Regions from separate parts of the Mus musculus genome. Here region 1 is linked to region 2. The links are chromatin contacts, called in public HiChIP or PLAC-seq maps. All regions are on one chromosome and are shown on one strand. Each heading gives the region's core, a stretch centred on a gene start, on an enhancer-like site or on the middle of the called end of the contact. The rest is flanking DNA. Distances are from core to core; before and after follow the strand shown. Region 1 overlaps Fhad1 (forkhead-associated (FHA) phosphopeptide binding domain 1). Region 2 holds the start of Efhd2 (EF hand domain containing 2).

Region 1 (6,294 bases), core at 1,951-4,450, 120 kb after region 2:
GCGCCATCATGTCCAGCCCCACCATATCTGTTTTTATGCAAACCCAGAACTTCATGCACACTAGGCCAACACTCTACTGACCTACATCCCCCATTTTCCCTCTTTAAGCAACCTGTTTTTTAAAAATGCTTCATTTACTTTTAACTCTGTGTGCACATGCGTGTGTCCGCACGGACACATGCTTATGCCCCATAGCATTTCTGAGGAGGTCAGGGGACAACTTGAAAGAATTACTTCTCTCCTTCTACCTTATGGGTTCTGGGAGTCAAACTCAGGTTATCAGACTTGGTGGCAGGCTCCTTTCCCTATTCAGCCCTTTCGCCTGCCCACCATTATACTTTTTACAACTAGTTATAGTCTATATTCAGAGTCAGAGGAAAGTGAAAACCAAGGTTAACCTATCTTCATGGCTTTAAATTCTTGTCTGAAGCCACCCCCCACCCCACACACATACCTTGGTTGATGACAGGGGACTTTGGGTCCATCACAAAGGAAAACATCTTCCCGCTGGCACTCATGGGCCGCTGGTGAGGGGCAGGTGGGACCATGGTGGGTCTGGGACAACCCTGTGACCAACTTCTCTGCACTGTTGCTGGCTGGATACCGTGGTGGAAGGGCATGTCGGGTGGCGAGGACGACAGGTGTGGCTGTGGACTTGGCCAAGGTGCTGGGCCCCTCACCCATGGGCAGGAGACCTGTGGGACAGATGGGAGGCTCAGGGGAGGTGGTGTTTAGGCATAGCACAGCTTGTCCTAAGACCCAGCTTGTGAGTCGCTCCCTCCGAGAAACCTTCTTGCATGTTCCTCGAGTTTGGGGTGCCAGGTCACCGTCATACTCCAGCAAGAGCTCCCCAATTTATGCAGTCAGTGTTGGTGACCCTGAGGCTGGACAAGGTCATATTGTGAAGATGTGATGTGAGAATCAGGCCTGGACACTTGCAGTACACACACCCACACACACACACACACACACACACACACATACACACACACACACACCGCCCCCTTCTCACAGAGCCTGACAGGCACCTACCACACTGCCAGGGGCCAAGGTCTCTGCCCTGGGGAGTGAGTTCACATCAAAGTGGATACTGTGGCCACACACCCTGCTCCCCACCCGCTCCCCCGCCTCCTGCCTAGGAACCAGAGAAGCCTGGCTGCAGGCCGGTGCTGTGCAGCCTTCCTATCCTCAGTTACATCTAACTGGAGATCTCACTTTTGCCATGGGGTTGGGGGGTGGGGATGGGGTTGATTCTTCTCCTCAGAGCTTCTGCCCGTGTTGTCAATCTTGGTTCTGGGGCCTTGATCTCTCCTCAGAGCTCCTGGCATCCCGTTGTCGCTCTGTTTGTCTGTCTGTCTGTCTGTCCGTGGTGTTAGCAAATGATGGTAGTAAGTTCTAGACCCACATCGATCCATCTCGGTTGGTGTCCTCCTGAGTCCCTCATCCAGGACTTTTCACACGTGACATCTCCCAAGCCAGGGACATAGCGCTGAGCCTCTGAGCTGACGGGATGCCACAGCAGGGACCAGGCCTTCCCTCCTCTTTACCCACCCCGTATCCATATCCGCAGCTCCTGCAGCGAGTGAGCGCTAGGTGCACAGACAGGGGCATGAAGGGAAGGGTGAGGCAGGTAACTGAGAGTCAGGCCAGCCCCAGGGACCCTCCCCTCCCCCACAAGTCAATTCCTCTATCCACACTAGTGTCGAGAGGATCTCTAGTACTATTTGGAAGAAGAATCACCTGTCAATAAAGATGCTGTTGGCCTATTGGCTTAGGCAGGAACTAGGGAGGGTGGAAGTTCCAGGACAGAGATAGGACTATGGGGGAAGAAACAGGCTGGAGACAGAGGATTCGGCCCCAGACACAGAGGAAGACGATCGCATGTAACTGAGGACCAGGTAACCAGCCAAAGGGCCGAACTTTGAACAGCATAATGGGATGATTAAGTTATGAATTGGTTAGGGAACGAACCACAGCATTTGGCCAAGGCATATGTAAATATATTTCGGTCTTCGAGAACTCAGTAACAGCACACTGTGGGCTGTGTACGCCTCCCAAGGCTGGGAACTCCGAGGGTGGGGTGGGGCACTGCCTCACCCGCCTTCATCCTCAGCCTCCCCAACACCTGGCTGCAGCAGGTGCCTCACTGGCAGGCACCTTGAGTATGGGAGCCCATGAAGGTGTCTGGCTGCTTCCCCCAGGAGGAACGTCAGGGTCCATCCACCCGGGAGAGGCAATATGGTGTGGAGCTGACGCAGAACTTGTAATGAGGTGTCTCCCCTGTGCTTTTTCCTTCAGTGATGACGGCAACGGCGCTGTTGTCTGCTGCACAGGGCTCACCTATTCCCATGACGCCCTTGGATGAGTCATCCAAGTTCAGGGCACACTGGAGAGGGCCAGGCTCTGGGTCTCAGCCTCCCTGTCTCCTGCCTCCTCTGTCTTTCCTCCCCTCTCTTCTCCTCCCCCCCTCCCTTCCCTTCCCCTCCCCTCTTCTTCCCTCCCCTCTCTGTGTTCTCTCTATGTCTATCCCCCCTACCCACCCCCTACATGGTATGCCCAGGCCCTGCCTCTGTCTCCTCTCTCTGGGAATACCCAGGATACTTTGCAAGTACCAACCTGCACTAGGAAGGCTACTGTTCCTCCTTTTGAACACTGGACCCATGAGGAACAGATAGAATGTTCTAAACTGGAGCTTGCCGAGATTGCTTCTGCAGTGTCTCCATCAAAAGAAGGCTGCCCGCTGCACAGGGGCCTGACCTGGTCTAAAACAGGTCAAGGATCCTGGGCTTCCCAGAAGACTCAGGGCTATGGAGAAGAAAAGCATCCAGGGAATCCGAGTCACCTGGGAAATCTGACCCACTGACCCACTTAGAGTCTGTTGCCAGGAAGGGAACAAGGCTGACTCCTCCTCCTAGCTGGGCCCATTGGCCTCAGTTTTTTTTTCTAGACTGTTCTAACTGGATTAATAGAAGCTTGCTGAGCATGTGGACAGAATGCATCTCGGTGAACCAACTGCCAGAGTTCTGAGCAATGAGTAACGCCACCTCCCAGACCACAGGCAGGACCCACTCTGTGCCACTGGATCCAGGCAATCTCCCTGTCCCTGTTTTATGGGAGGGACTAAGTAATAGTCAGCCACATTCTTTGACTTGACTCTAAGGGTTTGTTCAAGGAACATGTGATCCAATCAGGGCTGAGCGTACTAGGCTAGACCCTAGGATCTCCTAGCTGACTCTCTGGACTTGAGAAGGTAGCAACACCAAGGAGAAGGAGCCAGGGAGGAGAGGGGAAGGAGGAGGAGCCAGGGAGGAGAGGGGGAAGGAGGAGGAGCCAGGAGGAGAGGGGAAGGAGGAGGAGCCAGGGAGGAGAGGGGAAGGAGGAGGAGCCAGGGAGGAGAGGGGAAGGAGGAGGAGCCAGGGAGGAGAGGGGAAGGAGGAAGAGCCAGGGAGGAGAGGGGGAAGGAGGAGGAGCCAGGAGGAGAGGGTAAGGAGGAGGCGCCAGGGAGGAGTGGGTAAGGAGGAGGAGGAGCCAGGGAGGAGAGGGGAAAGGAAGAGGAGCCAGGAGGAGAGGGGAAGGAGGAGCCAGGAGGAGAGGGGAAGGAGGAGGAGCCAGGGAGGAGAGGGGAAGGAGGAGGAGCCAGGAGGAGAGGGGAAGGAGGAGGAGCCAGGGAGGAGAGGGGAAAGGAAGAGGAGCCAGGAGGAGAGGGGAAGGAGGAGGAGCCAGGGAGGAGAGGGGGGAGGAGGAGGAGCCAGGGAGGAGAGGGGAAGTAGAGCTCTGAAAAATTGCAAATGAGCCAAACCCCAGAAAATGTGGTGCGTATGGGGGTGCACACTTGTAGCCCCAGAGCTTGTGAGGCTGAGGCAGGTAGAGCCTGAGGGCTATGTGTCTCAAAGAACACCCCAAATGCACCCTGTTGTAGGCATTTTTAAAGCGTGCTTATGAGTAGTGTTCAGTATATCACTCACGCTGCTTTGCACTGTGTCTTATAAACTCAGGTTCTTTCTACTCCCTTTCCTTCCCCCTTTTCCTTTCTCTCTCTTTGACCTTGACAGCTCTGCGTAAGCCATACAAGCCGAACCCCTTTACCCACTCAAATATGGGCTAATGGAACAATGTGGTTTTTGTTTGTTGTTTTGTTTTTAAAGATGATGTGTTTATGTCTGTGTATGGAAGTTAGAGGTGTCAGGGCTCCTAGAGTAGGAGCAGCAGTTGGTGCTGGGGACCTAATTCGGGTCTTCTGAGAGAGCAGTACATACTCCTATCTGCTGAGCCACCTCTCCAGACCTGAGCTGGGTCATCTTATGACTGGCTTATTTCTCTTAGCGCACCGCCCTCGAGAGTTAAAGCACTGCTGCAGGTGTCTGCGGTAGAATCAAATGGATGTGCTGTTGTTCCCTGTTGTAAGTCCCCAGGAAGGACCCTCTCAGGTATGCATGTTCTAAACAGCCATGTGTACACTGGTAAGGCCATGTCTGTCAGTCAACTTTCAATCTAGATGAGACCTAGGTGGTGCCTCAGAACGGGGTGTGGCTCAGTGGTTTTAGGATTATGCAGCCCCCAACTTCAGAGAGAAGGGGGAGTGAGTGCCTGGGCGAGAAGGGGAGAGAGAGAGAGACAGAGAGAGAGAGACCCAAGCACCATGGATCTCAAAGAGTTAGCTGAGCATCAGACCTTCCTTGACTACACCTAGGGTGAATGACAGCCTTTATTTTTTTAAAAAAGTGCGCGAGTGTGTGTGTGCATGCGCACTGGCATGCATATGTATACAAGTGTGTGTATGTGTGAGTGAGAAACTGTGTGTACACATGTGTATGTGCATGTGTGTGTGTGCGTGCACATGTGTTTATGTGTTTATGTGTATTTGCCTGTGTGAATGTGCGTGTTGGCCAGAGGTTGACATTGGGGTGTCCTCCTCAACTGCGTCTCCATCTTAATCATTTTTTTAAGACGGGGTCTCACACTGAACCTTGCTGTTTGGGTCATATAGATCCCCACAGCCTTCTGGGTGAGTGGTCAAGTTGGAACAGTGGACTCCAGGTTCAGGGAACGACCTGACTAACGTCGAGAGTAATGGAGGAAGACCCCCAACATCAACCTCTGACCTCCACAGGCAAGAGTGCACCTACACACACACACACACACTTGCCCCACCCCCGCTCCCCTGCAAAGTCAGTGATGGAGAAAACATTAACAATACAGGGGACAAGAGTTGTATCTGCAGCCGCTACATTCTGTACGGCAGACACGCTCTTCCGGTACGTGGAGCTAGCATTTGATGCACCAGAGAAGGCTACTGGGAGTTGGGGCTGTTGATGGACAGGTGAGGTCCCTCCCCATCACGGCTTCTTTCACATGGACCCCACCAATACTTAGCCTACGTAACTCACTCACGTGCCCGTTGTCACTGTGTGCTGGAGTGGGGATCCAAGTTTGCAGACAAAACCCAATGGCAACACTTTTGAGACTTAGTGTGGTCTGGGAGTCACAACCGCAAGTGTCCACGTGACTGTAGGGGATGTGTTCTGCACTCTATCGGTAACCCCATGCTATCCACACAGGCTTCTTTTTTTTTCCAGAGAGCTCCTGATTAAACGCTGACTGACAGGTTGCTGGCTGGGTCTGGGGCCTGGCATAGTGCCAGACACACACTGATGGCGTCTGCCCACCCACCTTGGATTCACACTTGGCAAAAAAGGGGATTTGGCTGATTCTGGGGCTGGGGCAGGGAAAAGGATGCCCTGAGCCCCAGGGATTCTTGCAATAGCAGAAAACAGGGAAACCGCAAGACAAAACAAAAGCAACTGAGAAAACGGTGTGGGTGTGTTGCAGAGACCAGCACCCGGCCTGAAAGGAGCACTCAGTATCCAAGGCTAGACCAATTTGCGTGCCAGGATAAAAGACAGGCCAGGGGCTAGGGAGATGGCACAGTTGGTAAAATCCAACTTGCTGCCTACGCGCAGAGACCCAAGCTCAATAATAACACGCACATACATAAAAAGCCCCATGTGCTGGCTCACGCGCTTAATTGTAGCACCAAGGAAGTGGAGACAGAAGGATCCCTGGGATTCACTGCCCAGCCAGTGAGCTCCAGGCCACTGAGAGACCATGTCTCAAGGTAAGGCAGATGGTAATAACTCAGAGGGTTGTCTTCTGGCTTCCACATACACCCACACATGCTCTGAAGCCTCACACACTCTCCATAGAAATAAATAACAGTTAATTATAATTCAATGTGTAAAGTAAATAGACCCGAGACTGTCCTGCTATATACAAGGGAGTAAAATAAACACTGAG
Region 2 (6,550 bases), core at 3,661-6,160:
TGGGAATCCTCCCTCCCTGGGGTGTGAGGCACCTCAACCCCCACCAAGCTTGGCTCTGGCTTCTACGAACAAGGACCTCCACTTTCACCCTAAGAGCCACCTAGATCTAATCCTGCAAGTAGCACTCACGACCTTGGCCAAGTGACTCACCTCCTTGAGCCCCGAGGACTAAACTTGACCCCTAAGAAATAGAGGTGAGTTCCCCTGGGACTCTAGTAAGGACAGGGCCAGGGACACCTGAAGTTTGACACCACCCACAGGCTGCTGTGGGACCGAGAGGCTGCGGTTTTTCCTAACAGTGGAAATGCAGACGCCTTCCATTACTGGTCCTGTGGACCCCACCAAAGACCTTCCAAAAATTCTGTGGGTTCTACAAGGCCTTCAGCTGGATTTGATAGCTGCTGGGTGGCAGGATGTCTTCTAAGAACATCCATGGCCTTAACAGACCCCAGGACAAACCTGGGACAGTTCTGTTTGCCAACATGGAACTGTCAGGTAGGTCCTATGGCCCAAGGAGACGCAGAGGCTCAGGAGCCCAGTACCCTGCACAGAGACCCAGCTGGGTGGCAAGGGCCTGTGTCCCAGTTTAGTGTCGCTCCAAGGGCCGCTGTTAGCTCTTCTCTTTTCTTCTACCACCTGCCTGCCACGTAATTAAGTGATAATGAATTCATCTCTCTATTTTTGTTATTTATCAAAGCAATATGCAGCTGTCAATCAGAGCGTCTGTTGGGCAAGAGGAAAGTAGCAACGGGCTGAATCCCTGTCATTCTGGCCCAAAGCAAAGAGCCAGTGCCAGCCTAACAGGCTGGCAGCTCTGTTGGGGGGAAGTGGAGGCAGCCAGAGGCTCGTTCTGAGCAACCTCAGGACCAGCGCTGACGGCTGCCACCAGGGCCAGGGCATATGCTGAGCTTGGGACAATGATGACAGCAACTTAGTAAGTACTGATTCTGGGCCAAGTACTAGGTTACGCACTTGACAGCACATCAGGTGGGGAAAGAGCCCCAGAAAGGGTTAAGGAATGTGCTCTGAGTCCCCATGCAGCTAGGTGTACAGCCCTGTAGGGCTGCAGACTCAACCAGGAAGGGAAGAGAGAGGAGGCCGGGTGGCCCCAGGAGGAAAAGCCAAAAGGAAAGGGAACCTTGGCCGTCTGACGTAAGGGGTCATGAGATGAAGTGGGTGGGGAGGAGGCTGGGCAGAGGGGTAGGGCCAGTGCCGGGCCAGACAGAACAAGGAACTAGGGCACCTTCCTCGGATTCCACAGTTCATCCACAATTACACCTTCCAGGCAGATGTCAGCTTACAGAACCTTCCAGAGTTCTCCCCGGGCTGTTAACAGCTCAGCAGCGGTAGCCATCCCTGAAATTTTGTGGATCTGTCCAATGCCTTTTTGTCTTGGAAACTTCTAGAAAACAACTCTGGATGAGTGGGCAAAGAGAGGGGAGGAGGCTGTGTGTGAGAGAGGAGGGATAAAGTCTGAGGCCACAGGGGCGGGGGTGTGGTGTGAGAGGGTGGGGTACAGGCTCTAAGATGCAGTGCCTCTATGCCTGACAGCAGGCAGAACTCAGTATGTGTCATCCCTAGGCCCCACTTGGAGGAAAACCCATGATCCCAAGCAGGTCACTTCTCCCTTCTGGATCTCAGTTTTCCTGTCTGTAAAATGGGGCTGGAGGCAGCAGGCAGCAGTAGGTGGCAGAGCCTGCTGTTTCCTCGGGTTCTCCCTCGATCACTGTCCTCATCCACACTGAATGGATGGACCAGAAGACTTCGAAGCAGTTCTAGAGAGCATCAGTGCTCAAGACCCCTTAGAAACGAGGCTAGAACAGGCGTGTCTTTGAGGATCATCACACACAGCCTGTTCCTCTTGCACTGGGGCAGACTGAGGTCCAGGGCCGACAAGGACCTGAGGTGGGATTCCCGATGAGGTGGGAAGCCCGGCCTCCTAGCTCTGGGCTGCCAAGGAAGAGCCAGCTCCGCTTTCCAGGGCCACCGGCTCCACTTCCTCCCTGCACTCGCTCTCAACAGAGCCCTGGCTGAGATCCTGGGACCTGCTGGGCCCCAGGAGGCAGCAGCCACTTGCACAGTGGAAGCAGATTGTGTATTCTGTGCTCTGAGAAGCCTTCTGGGGCTGTGTCCAGCCGGACTCGGCTGGGCTGGGCTCATGGGGCACAGTGAGGCCTTGTTTCCCTGAATACAACATCAGCAGCTTTGCGCCCCAGCCAGGGACCCTGGCGAGTGGCACTTCCTTCTCTTGAGGTCCAGCTTTCTGGCCCCTTCCTACCCTGTCACCCCTCCCAGCACCCCAGCGTGCAGCACTAGTGCCAAGAGGTAGCTCTGAGGAGGCCAGCACCCTCTAAGCACCTCTCAACTAAACTGCTTCCCCCCAAAACAGCCTGGGTAAAACAGTACAGCACAGCTTCCAGACCATTCTCCCCACGGGTTCCCCGCAAATCAAAGTGGTCTCTCCCGAGCTTGCTCTTTGGGGGTATCTGGGTTCCCTAAAACAGCGCCATGGTATGGGGGATAAGAATACTGCCGAAAGATAAGAGAAGGAGGAAATGTAAAATGGGCTGGTGGTGGATGGTGGAGGGGGGAGGTCAGTCTCACATACACACACACAGAACACACACACAAAGAGGTGTTGGGATGTGTTTCGAGACACTGACACAGGTATCTGTGAGAGACAGTTCAGAAGGGAAGGCCATGGCTTTTGAAGCTACCGGTCCGAGTTCGAATCCTGATCCTATCATTTGGTAGCTGTAAAGTCCTGAGTCACGGGACTGTTGGGAGGCCCCAGCCCTATCTCTGCAGAGATCTATGACACCTAAGTAACTCTCTGGAATCCACAGGGTGGATCAACCTGGAAGTCACCGTTGCCCTAAGGTTCAAAAGCAAGGAGTGTGGATTCCTGCCGTTCTAGCCTGGTCAGTCAGTGGAGACTGAAGTCAGAGGGTATCCTCTTGCCCTGGAACCTCCATGTAGAAGTTTGGGGGGTGCATTATAGCGGCATCAGGAAGCTTCTAGTCACCCATAGCTGGGACCTAACGTCCTCTTTCCCTATGAGGACTGGCTGTGGGTGTGGAAGGAAGTGGGACATGGGAAAATCCTCTCTGGACCCTGGTTGGAGGGAACGCCCCCTTTCCGGGCTTCCTGATGGGTGTCTGGGCACTGTCCGTGGGGTGTGGCTGGGGCTCTCAATCTGCTGGCTGTCTTCTGCTTTGGGATTCCCTGCGTACCCCACCCCAAGCTCAGCTTCTGTGGTTTGGTCCCCTCTGGGATCCGCTCCAGCCTGGTGCCTGGAGGACCATTTCCTTTCCAGGAACATAGGTGGCTTACTAGGAAGACGGGAGGCCGGTCCTTTGGAGGGGCACTTGCATCTTCTCTACCCCTATGGGTACTCTTCCCCCATCTCCATATTGCTGGATTTTGTGGGGGTGTGGAATGGCTGAGCCCACAGGTCTTGGGGACATCCTAATCTGGTAAGGGTACAGCTTAGAATCATAGAAAGTAGAAGGCAGGGGTTGGAGACCCTAGGCAGGGCACATAGAGAGAGAATGGGCTCCAGGGATTGTCTGGGAAGGGAGGAACTGTCACTGGGGAAGAGGGCTGCCTTCTGATAAAGGGCAGGGGAGTCACCACTGCACAACCACGGAGTGAAGGGGTTCGAGGTGGGGGGGCGGGGTAATGGGGGAGAAGGGAGGGAGGGGAGGAAGGTGGACTCACAGTGTATGAAGAGGGGCTAAGTCCCAGGGGACTCTGTCCTGATGATAGGGGAGTTACATGTTTGTAGACTGGGGGACAGGGACAGAGGAGCCCTTCCCTAGCAAGACCGCACAGTGTTAAGGAAATGGAACCTGGTCAACAGGGTGGGCGGGAATGGAAAGGCCTGAAGAGTTTTCACCCACAGTAAGTAAACATAGTATAGCTGAGGGTGTGTGTGTGTGTGTGTGTGTGTGTGTGTGTGTGTTGGGGGGAGGGGGTTGTGGACCCAACCTAGTAGGAGAGAGTCCATAACTAAGCAGAAGAAATTAAAGGACCCAGTAAAAGGCACAAGTCTGGCATGGGTGCCGGGGGGAATGTCCCCTTAAGAGGCAGTAGGGTTGCCTTATTGCGGTGGGGGTAGGGAGTCCAGTAGTTAGGACGGAGCGGAAGGGAAGCCACCGGCCCTTTCTCCCTTTCTCGATATGTTTGGGTGTAGGGTGGTGGGTGCAGTAACATTAACAGTGGGAAGGAGGTCGGTACCCTGTGTGGTGGTAGTGACTCGCTGGGGACCTGCGATTATCTGGAAGGAACCTCAGGGAGCCCCCAATCCGCGTGGGCTATTCCGAGGGCAGTATCACCAGGAGGAGGGGTCACATGTCAGGAACGGGAGCTCCCCAGATCCACTTGCGTGCTGGGGTGGTGGGTCTGGAAGCCTCGTGGCTCTTTAGAAAAGCAGCAGAGTTCCCCACCCTGGTGAGACGGGGTTCTGGGGGAATCTAATTGGGGATACGGGAGGTTAGGGCCCGAGGCCGGGTCTAGGGTGGTGGGGAACCGGGTGCAGGGGCACTTACTGCTTGAACATCTTCTCCATGTCTTTGATCTGCTTCCTGGAGAACTCCTTGAACTCGGTGTAGGGGTTGAAGACGCGGCGGCTGGGCGACTGTGGCTCGCCGATGCCCTGGTTGAGGTCCGCGCGCCGCAGCAGCTTGGCGCTCAGCTCGTCGTCCGCGCTGCCCAACGCCTGGGCAGTCTCGTCGGGAGCCTCGGCCGCCGCCGCCGCCGCCGCCCCGTTGAGCCCCGGCTGCTCCGTCGCCTCGCCGCCTTCGCCCTCCATCTGCAGCCTCCGGCTCAGCTTGCTGGCCAACTCGTCCGTGGCCATGGTGGCCCGCGCAGCGCTGCCTCGGCCGGGCCCCTGCTCTGCGCCGCGCTCCCGGCCGCGCTCTTCCTCTTCCTGACACTCCCCGCCGCCAGGCGCCGCCCTGAAGGTGGGACTTAGGGGACCGCCCGCCCCCGGGCTGGCTCCCGCCGCCTTTGCCGCGTGCCGGGTCCTTCTCTATCCCCGGAGGGGGGTAGGGGGGTCAAGTGCATTCCGCTCCCCAGCTCCTCATCATCGTTCCCCTCCCTCCCCCACAGTGAAAAACCATCAACTTCTCTCTGATGACCTCTGGGTGACGCTGAGTCCCAGGAGCCCTCTGGAAGGAACCTGGGAAGGGGGTGTCCCAACCCTTCGGGAGGGAAGAGGGTCCGCTCGCAGGAGGTGGCTGTGTGTTCAGGGACTGGAGAGGGGCGCGGCTCTCAACCCGTTCTCTGAAAGGGGTTTGTGTCTCTGACACCCTGTCGGTTGCCATGGAGACCACTGGTAGTGAACCGCTGGGCGTTCTTGATAAGGTGGCAGGAATCTGAAGAAGGTGGACCCTAGCACTGGAGCCCAGTTGAGACTGTCTCCAGGGCTATCATGACTGGCGTCATTCAAAAGTGGGGTAGCTGCTATGAGGGAGATGGCACCCTACCAGTTCTCAAGGTCCCCAAAGAACTGGGAAAGGGGAAGGGGGTCGTCCTGTTACACGATGATTCAGCACAATAGCTGCCTGATCCGGCGGATGCCTGGGACTCTCCACCTCAGAGGGATTTCAGAGAGATCTCCATGTTGCCTCTTTGATGGGGATCCCAGAGGGGTGACCTCCTCCCCAAAGCGTCAGGAATGGGGGGAGCTGGAAAGGAGGAGCTCAGAGAGAATTTGTCTCTGTCATCTAGTCTGTCACTTCAAGAACAGCAAAGCTGGTCTGAAGAGAAGGCTCAGTTATTAAGAGTGGTTATTGCTCTTGTGGAGGACTGACATCCTAGCATCCGTGTAGGGTCCGGGTAGAGAGGGGCAAGTCACGAAAGGCCTGTAACTCCAGCACCAGGGATCCTAGACCCTCTTCTGGCCTGCTTATGCATCTGCACTCATGAGCATATATACCCCTCCCCCACACACACAGACTTAAAACTAAAGTAAATCTCTGGCCAGTCTCTGAGTTCAGTCAGCCTGGTCTACATCCAGGATAGCCAGGGCTCTATAGTAAGACTCCCTCCTTGATAGATGATAGATAATAGATAGACAGATAACAAACTCTGTTTGTTTGTTTGTTTTTCTTTTGGGGGTTTTGTTTTTTGAGACAGGGTTTCTCTGTGTAGCCCTGGCTGTCCTGGAACTCACTCTGTAGACCAGGCTGACCTCGAACTCAAGAAATCCGCCAGCTTCTGCCTCCCAAGTGCTGGGATTAAAGGCGTGCACTGTCCGGCGGTAACAAACTCTTAAACCTTCAAAGCTATGGTGTTCTGGCATCAACTGCAAGGTCACTAGCCATAATGCTGATTTCCAGGCTCTACCTAGACTGACAGACCTGTCCTTTGTCACTGGGATCCAAAAAGCTGCTTTTCACAAGCACCTGGGGGAAGCCTTGCTCTTTGGAGTCAAGAGTCTCCGACACAGATGCATCACTAAGATAACAGGGCAATGCTGGGTACCCAGATACTGCCCACTCCCAGAGGCAGGGTACAGAAGACCTGGAAAGCACAAGCTAAAAAG

The links. HiChIP or PLAC-seq counts read pairs in DNA pulled down with a chosen protein or histone mark.
Region 1: a contact with region 2 is called in an H3K4me3 HiChIP or PLAC-seq map of bone marrow-derived macrophages, with 4 times the contacts expected there. The contact joins the enhancer-like site here to the promoter of Efhd2 in region 2. A contact is called at or near these places in 2 of 39 promoter capture datasets (liver and maxillary cranial neural crest), 3 of 484 Hi-C or Micro-C datasets (embryonic stem cells and erythroblasts), 8 of 115 datasets of contacts at active chromatin or transcription factors (bone marrow-derived dendritic cells, bone marrow-derived macrophages, embryonic forebrain and 5 more) and 3 of 9 other capture datasets (adipose tissue, liver and pancreatic islet).

What each region holds. Positions count from the first base shown.
Region 1 is chr4:141,990,646-141,996,939 of GRCm38.p6, forward strand. Fhad1 (forkhead-associated (FHA) phosphopeptide binding domain 1) reads right to left here. Exons shown (of 32, transcript NM_177868.4): 3 at 455-695. Among named protein-coding and RNA genes, the nearest start is that of Fhad1os1, 11 kb to the left of the region's middle. Within about 2 kb of position 3,201, at least 76 of the 459 cell types and tissues checked have an H3K27ac peak or open chromatin away from gene starts, as enhancers often do. A contact at or near this core is called in bone marrow-derived macrophages, embryonic stem cells and pancreatic cancer cells, where this site is marked.
Region 2 is chr4:141,870,010-141,876,559 of GRCm38.p6, forward strand. Efhd2 (EF hand domain containing 2) reads right to left here and starts at 4,911. Exons shown (of 4, transcript NM_025994.3): 1 at 4,551-4,911. The coding sequence starts at 4,858.